2 separate regions of the Mus musculus genome follow, and region 2 is linked to region 1. A link is a contact called in public HiChIP or PLAC-seq data. All regions are on one chromosome and are shown on one strand. Each heading gives the region's core, a stretch centred on a gene start, on an enhancer-like site or on the middle of the called end of the contact. The rest is flanking DNA. Distances are from core to core; before and after follow the strand shown. Region 1 overlaps Ccdc13 (coiled-coil domain containing 13). Region 2 holds the start of Higd1a (HIG1 domain family, member 1A).

Region 1 (5,217 bases), core at 911-3,410:
GAAGAAGAAGAAAACCAGGGGAGGGAAAGAGAGTGGGTGTGGTTCACACGAGGTTCCAGATGTGAGGAAGCACCACAGAGAAACCAGACCCCTATGTGTGCAATCACTATGAGAATATTTATAATAAAAAAGAAACATTTCTTTTTTAAAAATCACCGCCGGGCAGTGGTGGCACACGTCTTTAATCCCAGCACTCAGGAGGCAGAAGCAGGTAGATTTCTGAGTTCCAGGCCCACCTGGTCTACAGAGTGAGTTCCAGGACAGCCAGGGCTACACAGAGAAACCCTGTCTCGAAAAAACAAAAAACAAAAAACAAACAAACAAACAAAAAAACCCCAACAACAATTAAAAATTCACCAATGGCTTTTGTTAAAATACAGCTTCCAGACCCTTCCTGCTCCCCGTCCCTTGTTTTGGGGGCATGCAGGCTCGGGATGGGGGAGGTGGTTGGGTGCCGAGTCTTTAGGGCATCACTGTACCTTCAGGCGGGCCCATTTTCCTGGGAGGGGATTAACAGTGGGTACAAGGAGCCTGGCTGGGCACAGTCAGGAGGAAGGATTCTCGCTGACCCAGAATCATCTCTTCTAAACAAGCCCCTTAGATGGTTTCTCCATTTGCCTAAGATCTTCCTAGCCTGTGCCCATCCTGTGCCCACCCTGGAGGGGTGGCTCCATCTTTAGCCCAGTACAGTCTTCCATGGCACCTAGGTGGCAGGACCAATGGATGTAGACTGGTGAGACAGCCAGCTTTCCTGCCCTTAGGTCCGAGATCTTGAGAAGCAACTGGGACAGCGTCAGAACAAGCCTGCAGGTTCATCGAGCTCTGAGGTGCCTCTCAGTTCAGACTCAAGGAAGATGACAGCACAGGAGAAAAACCTACTGAGGATCCGCAGCCTGGAGAGGGACAAGCAGGAGAGCTGGGAGGTGAGGCAGGCCCGGCCCACAGGGATGGGAGACTCACACGGGGGCCTTGGGCCTCACTTCTTGTCAACCAGTTTGAGCTGCCTGGGTGGGACCCCACCACCATTCAGTGAATGCTAGGTGGTCCAACTATGGCAGTTTGAGAGGAGCTATATGTAAACCTTCCTGTAAAGAAAATATGTTGGCCAGGTGTGGTGGTGCACGCCTTTAATCCCAGCCCTTGGGAGGCAGAGGCAGGCAAATTTCTGAGTTCGAGGCCAGCCTGGTCTACAGAGTGAGTTCCAGGACAGCCAGGGCTATACAGAGAAACCCTGTCTTGAAAACCAAAAAAAAAAAAAAGTTGTCCCTGTTGTGATAAAACACAAGATAAAACTAACTTGAGGAAGGAAAGGTTGGTCTAGCTCACTGTTTGAGGGGAACCCATCCTGTCAGGGTGGGAAAGTGTGGTGGGAATGGGATCCTGAGAAAGATGAATGCCAGTGTGTGGTGGCTCCATTTTCCCCCTCTTTATTCAGTTTGGTACCTAGCCAGTGAGCTGTGCTAGCCCATGAGCATGGGTGTCTTCTCATCTGGAGATGCCCCAGTGGGGTGCCCAGGAGTGTGTCTTCTAGGTGACTCCAAATTCAGACACCTTGACAGTGATGGTGAACCCTCACACTGGATCACACTCCCAATCGTGGAATAGGGTGAAGCCTAAAGAAAGTGCCCCAAGGCTGTGAAGGGGAGGAGGGGTAGTGCTTCAGGTGTGCCTCTCAGGTGTGCCTCACTGCCGACTGGGAGTCAGTGGGAGCTGTCTCTGGCCCTCAGCACCTGACACAGGCTTCCAACAGTGAGGCCTTCCATACCTGCCCACTGGGAGACTTCATCTGTAAGTGTGTCTGCCAAGCTCCAGGCCAGGGGTGTCAGGAGCCTCCCTGTGGCCGCCTCCAGCCTCCTGCACCTTGTATACCAGCCCAGTCACCAAGGTGCTTTAACTGTGAAGAGACATGGTCATCCGATCTTAGGACAAGTAATGTGGTTTGGGGGAGAAGGAAGTGGGGAGATGTGAGAAGCAGAGATATGACCAAGGATGAACACTAAGGTAGGGAACTAACAAGAGCAGGCTGGGATAACTGAGATGGAAGGACGGACGGACGGACAGGAAAGGGAGGTGTGGGAAAACTGAAGGCTCCACGCTGAGCATGAGAAGGTGATAGGATGGAATGTCTGAGTCAGTGTCTGGTCTGTTGCTCCGCCCTTGCCTCTGTCAGCCTCTCTTGACCTCTAGCCCACAAGGAACTTTGCTCTTCTCAGCAGCTCCCGAGTGCCCTCAGTTGTCACCTTTTTAGGAAGTCCTCCTCAGACTATATTCTGTTGTGTCCCCTCCCCTACATCACAGTAAGCAGCAGTCTGTCTCTCTGCTTTACCCAAGCATGTCACAATCCCAGACACATAGTAGGCCCACAGGAAATATAAGACTGAAGAAAGGAATGAGAGGCTCTGAAAATGTATGCAGCATATGAGCTTGTAGCTTACCGTGGTTAGAGCCAGGTGCACAGTGCAGAAGGGATCTGCATCCCCACACAGTGGGGGTGTCACAGAAGCCTGCTGGCTGTGCTTACCGAGTGGTCCCTCACCGAGTGGGTTTAATTGGGAAGAGGCCAGTTGTCAGCCCCCAACAGCACTATGTTTCTATTAGAAACAATAAATAAAACACAAGTTAGGTGGACACGAGCCATTTAGGTTAAAAAATGGGGTTTGATGGACAGTGCAGCTAGTTCTGGTTATGTGCTGTGTGTGTGTGTGCTCTGTGTGTGTGTGTGTGTGTATGTATGTGTGTGTGTATGTGTGCATGTGTGTGTGTGTGTGTATGTGCATATGTGTGTATGTGTGTGTGTGTGCATGCGTAGGGGCCAGAAGACACTTGCAGGAGTCATTTTCTGCTCCTGTGTAGGTCAAGCTCAGGTCTTTATCTGCTGAGCCATCTTGCCAGTCCTGATGTTCATGTCATAAAGCATGAGGGATGCTATGTTGCCAACCCATCCCATCCCATCCTGTCCCGTCCCTCCCTGTGCCATAAAGCTGTCTACCAAGTGCCTGTCAGAAAAGCGGAGAGCTGAGTCTGCATGAGTCAGGGCCCTGGCTCCATCGCTACCTCCTGTGCCCCTCAACAACTGCTCCCCCAGCCCTGAGTCTCCCCAGAGAGAGGGACCCAGGGTGGCCTGGGCTATGAACATAGGCTGGCCCTCAGCTTTCATTTTCTAATACAGAAACTGGCCAGCGAGCGGGACACCCTCCAGACAGAGCTGGAGGAGCTGAGAAAGAAGTTCGAGGGCATGAGGTCTCGCAACAAGGTGCTGTCCAGCGAGGTGAAGACCCTCAGGAGCCAGATGACAACCCTGGTGGAGAAGGGCAGGCATGACGATGAGCTGATTGATGCCCTTATGGTATGCAGGGGCGGGAGAGCCGAGCCACCCCAGACATGCTTCCTATACAGACGCCCTGAGTGCCTGAGGGAGATGGCTATGACCCTGGTCCCGGTGACACTGGGATCCCCCAAGGAGATGTGGGTGAGAGAGGGTGTACCTCTGGGGAGCAAGCAGACTGCAGGGCAGGCCTGCCTCTGTGGACACTCACTGATGGTTCAGGTGTGATGAGCTTCCATGTTCTCCTGAGGTGAAAACAGCTGCCTTCTCCTGCCCCCAAGTCACGCTGTCCGTCCCTTTTGCCCCAAAGCAGGAAGCCTCTGTTCTTAGAGTCTCTCTGGGGACATGTTCAAGGGACTGGGCCTCAAGTTAGGTGCTGGCAGACTCCTTGTGAGACGGCCTGGATCCTAGTTCAGGCCTAGGCACCCACCACCCACTGAGTTCCTTCTGGTACCTGAAGAGCACCTTTTCGCATGATGGCCCAGGGAGGAATCTGAGACCAGAAGGGATCAGAGATGAGCCTTGCATCCTTTGGGGAAGGTGTTCCTGGCTCTCAGAGGGATAGCTAGTGTCTCCTGCTAAAGTCTTCTTGGGCTAGGCAAAGTTGCATGGCTCCAGGGAAAAGTCAACTGTCCCTGTCCTTCCCTGCCCTAAGTAGCCCAAACCTACTTCTAACTGCCCTCTGGCTTGGCCCTCAGGACCAGCTAAAGCAGCTGCAGGACATTCTGAGCAGCCTGAGTGTGCAGGAGGAATCGAGACGCACATCACAGCAGCACCTGGACCAGAAGGTCAACAGTGAGGCCCAACGAAGCAGCAGCCTTGTGGCCCAGCTGCGGGCCATGGTGGCTGATCGTGAAGCCAAGGTGCGGCAGCTGGAGCTGGAGATTGGGCAACTCAGTGTCCAGGTGAGCTGGGTGCCCCCAGGCCAGTGTGTCTGCCCACACAGCACTCCCACTCTCCACAGTCACTTCAGCTCTGGTCACTGCATCGTCCCGGCCCCATGTGGATCAGCTGCCTCCAGCAGCCTTCCTTCTAATCTGCACATACTTTCCTTCCTGAAACACAAGCCCATCTGCGGCCATCACTGATCTTGTCTAGAACACCAACCTGATCATGTCCTTGCTCAGCTTAGAAGCCACCTGGCTTTCTGTCACCCTTCTTGTCACCCTGTCCTGTCAGCTTTACCAAGATCAAGAGGATCCAGACTCCTACCAGCTCACCCTTTCCCATCTGCAGCTGTGGCCCTCATCTTGGTGATCCAATGCGGTAGCTGTGGCTCCAGCCATTGTGGTCACATTGCAGTCAGTAGGATGGCCACACTTTCTTTTATTAAAACATTTAAAAGCTTTGACAATGTCATACATGTATACATGGTATCTGGGTCATTTTCATACCCCCTTTTACCCAGTCCTACCTCTCCCACCCTCCTAATCCCTCTTTGATCCCCTCTGACTCCTCCTTCCTCACGGGTTCTCCTCTTGCTTCCATGTCTTGTGTGTGAGTGTGAGTGTGTGTGTGTGTGAGTGTGTGTGTGTGTGTGTGTGTGTGTGACCGAGTTTAATTAGAGTTGTGTTAGCATGCCAATGGGTTAGTAACTGGAGCATGGGCAACTCAGCAGTTGGGTGCACCATGAAGAAAGTGGGTGCCCCTCAGCACCCATTGGCTGTCAGGAGTTCCTCAGAGGGGTGTAGTCTTATGAGCCCCTCCCCTCCCCATACTGGAATGTTAACAGGCCCCACTTTTCTGTGGGCCTTGTCTAGGGAGCCATCGATGCTAAGACTACATATGCACAACAGTCATGCCATGTCTAAGAGACAGTGTTCCATAGCTCCCCTTCTGTCCTTGTCCTCCATATGCGCCTCTGTCCCTTGAGCACTGGGTCACTTATTCTC
Region 2 (4,641 bases), core at 1,658-4,157, 42 kb before region 1:
AAGTTAGCTAAAGTACTCTGAAGTGTACAAATTCCTTGTCAAAATGAATATGCTTTGGTCATTGTTAGTGTTGACCTTTATATTTATAGGATCAAAGGATGAATGATTTTAGGTTTATCTTCATTATTGGTTAATGAAGATAATTTTAATATTATAAGCAAGTTATACCATAATCAATCACATTTATATCTTTCCATAATGTCAAGAGTTTATTGAATAATAATAAAGCCATAGCTATGTCCATTTCATAAGCTTCAAGCACCAAGTAGTCTTGATTTCATTTGGGAACATGACCACCAGTCAATTCCTTTTATTCCATTCTAATTCTTTTCATTTTTATTTAATGTGCACTGGTGTTTGCCTGCATGTATGTCTGTGTGAGTGTGTGGGATCCTCTAGAAGTAGAGTTACAAACAGTTGTGAGCTGCCACGTGCATTCTAGGATTTGAACCCTGGTCCTCTGGAAGAACAGCCAGTGCCCCTAACCACTGAGTCATCTCTCACAGCCCTCCATTCCAATCTTAGTTACTTACTCTCAGATTCCACGTTTCATGCCACACAAAATTATACCGATCCTAGAACTACTAAGAAAAGGCTGTGACCATCCTGGGTTTCAGAGGCCCTATTACAGGGTAAGGCAGAGAGTTAGCACTCGTGTAGTATCACTACTGACGGCTAGGCATCAAGGAATCATCAATAAGCTATTCAGAGCACTAGGCTGCCTAGGTGCACAGCTGGTTTAAGGTACAGCATTCTAGACACCTATATAGTTCTAGTGGGCAAATCAGGCAGGGTGGTGTACTCAGATGAAGTTCCTGGAACAGAATCAGGAATCCATACAGTGGAAAACGTAGAGTGACTCAATGACAGGTCAGATGCCAGAGCAAGGTCCTCCTGTTTTAGTTTTACCACACAGTCTTGCTGGCTTCAAACTTGCAATTCTCTTCAGACTACCAAGTTCTGGGGCTGTAAGTGTCACTACGCCCAGCACTACCTCTTGTCCTATGACTCAGGTGAGGAAGTTCCATCATTCTTTGGTCTAGTGTGTTTGCTAAGCTTGTGGGCCTGGTTTCTCTGATATGGTTTTGGTATGTCCAAGTGTTCTGATTTAATCTGATGACTTCATAAGACGGTGCTTTTTCATTGGTGTATATACATCCATGTCTTGTGGTCTGTGCAGCACAGTTGAATGTTCTTTGTGATAAGCTGTATGTCCAACATCTGGTGGTTATCTACTTACCCAGGTAAGCATCCTGCCTTAGCAAGAGATTTTAGAAATTGAACAAAGTGTTGGTGTAGAAAACAGTTACTCCAGGCAAGGCTCAGTCAGCCTCAGCAGAAACTCAGAGCAGGGCACTGCCGATCTCCTATGGAACATGCTTTCTCTAGTCAGGTCTTTCTTCGTTTACCACCACTGACTCCTGCTCAGCAAAGCTGTGTTTAGCACACCCATACAAAGAACATACTTTCAAAGACACAAAGCTGCCACATATCCAAGGTATGGAAAGCTTTATTTCATTTTTGTTCTTTGAACCAGGGCTTCTCTGTGTAGTCCTGGCTGTCCTGGAACTTGTACTGTAGACAAGGAAGGACTTGAACTCTGAGATCCACCTGCCTCCCTCCTAAATACTAGGATTAAAGGTGTGCACCACCATAAAAGTTTTATTTTAAAAATATGTGTATCTTGCCTGCATGTATACATGTATGTGCATCATATATACATGCCTGGTGCCTGAAGCAGTCAAAAGAGGGTTTGAGTTCCACTGAGTTGGGATGGTTGGGAGCCTCACGTTGAGTGTCAGGAACTGAACCTGGATCCTCTTGTAAGAAGAGTAACAAGTGCCTTTAAATCACTGGGACAACTCTCCAGCCACAGGCATAGAGTTTTATCATGTATAACATGGAATGTTTCCTACATATGACTTAACTCAAATAATTTTTAACCTGTGTTTGATCCTTGGAACCTGTGGGCAAAGGAAACAACAGGTCCCTTCATGTTGTCCTCTGCTCTCCACACATTTGCCATAGCACATGTGCCCCTCCCCACAATAAATAAAATGGTAATACAAAATTTTAATATTCAGTCATGACACCTGTTATGTAGTTATTGGAAGGTGGCTCATAAGACTACACCAGCCTTCAGGAAATTCAAGAAACGTATTGAGGGCCCAACAAGATGGTTCACTGGGTAAAGGCCACCAAATCCCACAATCAGAGTTCTAGCCCCAGGGTCCAGACATTAGGAGGTGACTGGTGAAGGTTGTCCTCTGACCTCAGCAAATGTTCACACAAGTAAATGTAATAAAATTAGTTTACAAAGAAAAGAAACATTGAGGTATGGGGAAGTTAGAAAGTTAGCCGATTCACTGTGGTTCCTCTTGCCAGTTTATATAATCGGTGCACAAAGGGGGAAGAAGCCCTCTGCAGAGCTGCCTCTGGCGGGGCAAGGGGTGGGCAGGGTAGACAAGACGGAATCCTTTCTCTTGTCCGTGGTTGGTGCTCTATTCGGGGTGAGGAGACAATTGTTCCTCTCCCTGAAGTCACTCAAAGTTGAGTACCTACCAGTAGCCTACCTCTCTCAGAGGCCGCCATGTTCTGCTACGCTGAGAGTCTTGGACAGACACGTCCCATAGTGGGGCTGTCGGTGTCTGCCATCCCCGGAGCCCACACGAAGCCCCGCCCCGGAAGCTGCCTGCCCCATCAGACTCCTCCCCAGGCATGTGTGAGGTCACTGCTCTCCGGCCACCACCAGCTCCGGGGAGGGACCCAAAGGCGCCCCGACGGCGCATGCTCCCGCTCGGGCGGGCCGCTCGGCTCACCTAAGCCGGTCTAGCCTGCGTGCGTGGCGTTCGCGGAGCCCAGCGAACCGGTCGCGAGAACCTCGAGGCAATTGGGGTTGGGAGGCAGCGGCCGCCAGGCGGCACCGCGCCAGCACTGCCGCCCAGGCCTCACGTCTGACACGAACAGCGCGCGCCGCCACGAACCGGGCCGGCCCCCCAGCCAATGGGCGCCGCGCTACAAGTGACCACGCCCACCGCCCCTCGCACGTAAAGGGAGTCTCTGGCCCGGCCTCGCCGGCTGCTGGCTTCTGATTGGCTGGGGCGAGCAGTGGCCGCAGCAGGCGAAGCCGGTGTTCTCGCACTCGGGTGGCGGCCAGAAACCGGCAGGACTGGAAGGGACCCCGCGTCTCGGTGAGTGAAGCGGGAGCCGGGCGGGAGGCGAGGGCTGCGGGGCGGGGGGTCCCTCGGGTGGGCGGAGGACTTGGGGTCCCCGTCGGCCAGTGCATGTGGAGCCGGAGGAAGGAGGCCGGAGCTTCTGGAGCGGATCGTGGCCGAGGGAACGAGAGTCGCGGAGGAGGCAACGATGGCAAACGGGGACCGGGCTGGTGCCAGCTTCGGGGATCCCGGGAGCAGTGGGAGGAGAGGGAGAGGGAGCGCGATCGCACGGGTCTAGGAGTCTGGACAAGGTCACAAGAAGGTGGGAGGTGAGGCAGGGCGCAGCGCTCGGGCACCTCGGCCTGGCCTTCCCGGGCGCCACCCGGGGTTTGCGCAGACCTTACGTGACCCTGTGTCACCGGATGGAGGAGGGAAGGCTGTGGCGGAATGCGAATGCCCCTGACAAGGGAACGGGGTGCAGAGATCACAAAAGCACGACTAAGGTTCAGGTGTGCCAGCCGTCCGGGTGACTCGATTCTGTTCTCTGCTTCCCTCGTTTATTCCTGGGGTGGAAAGCAGTCCTCTCTTTGAGGGGGTGATCCCTACCCGGGAATCTGCTTCCCGGACTACTGAGGCCCCCTGCAAATTGACAGTTTGGATGCAAATTCTTGACAGGTTCAAAAGGTTCTCGGTGCTCCTGGAATGTGCTAGAAGGTCTTCTCTGCACAGTATAACTTGAAAGGGCTTCTTAAGATACAAATCCTAGTGTTGTGCCCCTGGCCGTTTGAATCACAATCTCAGAGAAGCCATTTTGCACAAGCTGACAGGTAACTTAGGCAAAATCAGAATTTAAAATTTACTATTTTAGGTAATAGTTCTTAGGACCAAAGGGACATGCTGGGAAGAGTCTTCAGCTGTTATATCACCTGATGCCCAACCATTTTCTTATTTACCTCTTCTAGGTTGCCATGCCTTTGGAAAAGTGTGTCAGTAGTTATGCCTGGCCTTACAGAATAATGTGCTCAGCAAACTAAGTTTGAATATCTGGTTATTGCTGACTTAAAAATAAAAATATGTTCTACTTTCTGACAGATATAGGTCAGTCATTGGGTGAGTGAGATAATAAAAAAAAATCTAGTGGGAAAAAATCTTTTTAACTTGGAATTGAAATTGTTAGATAATTTAACTGAAGAGAGAATAGCCCATTTAACTATAGGTGTAATGTACACAGTTTTTACAGTTCAAAGACAGTATGAATTTTTATATTTTCAGTTCAGATTTACACCTGTAACATAAAAATGTTCATTTAACAATAAATAAATTGTCAAACAAAACTGTGGACTGTATGTGGGGAGTCAGATTGTAATCCTACCTTCCAGAAATATATTCCTGGTGTGGAACAATCCACATGACCCTTATATTATGGTCATATAATTCAAACTCATTTATCCACCTGTAAAATAAGGATATTGATCATCATCTCTTA

The links. HiChIP or PLAC-seq counts read pairs in DNA pulled down with a chosen protein or histone mark.
Region 2: a contact with region 1 is called in an H3K27ac HiChIP or PLAC-seq map of trophoblast stem cells, with 18 read pairs. The contact joins the promoter of Higd1a here to the enhancer-like site in region 1. A contact is called at or near these places in 5 of 39 promoter capture datasets (embryonic stem cells, frontonasal cranial neural crest, liver and 2 more), 3 of 115 datasets of contacts at active chromatin or transcription factors (embryonic stem cells and trophoblast stem cells) and 3 of 9 other capture datasets (adipose tissue, liver and pancreatic islet).

The regions. Positions count from the first base shown.
Region 1 is chr9:121,812,299-121,817,515 of GRCm38.p6, reverse strand. It overlaps Ccdc13 (coiled-coil domain containing 13), which reads left to right. Exons shown (of 16, transcript NM_028384.1): 8 at 762-923; 9 at 3,170-3,346; 10 at 4,024-4,230. Among named protein-coding and RNA genes, the nearest start is that of Gm51698, 11 kb to the right of the region's middle. Within about 2 kb of position 2,160, at least 11 of the 459 cell types and tissues checked have an H3K27ac peak or open chromatin away from gene starts, as enhancers often do. A contact at or near this core is called in trophoblast stem cells, where this site is marked.
Region 2 is chr9:121,856,062-121,860,702 of GRCm38.p6, reverse strand. Higd1a (HIG1 domain family, member 1A) reads left to right here and starts at 2,907. Exons shown (of 4, transcript NM_019814.5): 1 at 2,907-3,191. It overlaps Gm47112 (predicted gene, 47112), which reads right to left and starts at 2,956. Exons shown (of 1, transcript NR_168944.1): 1 at 1,495-2,956.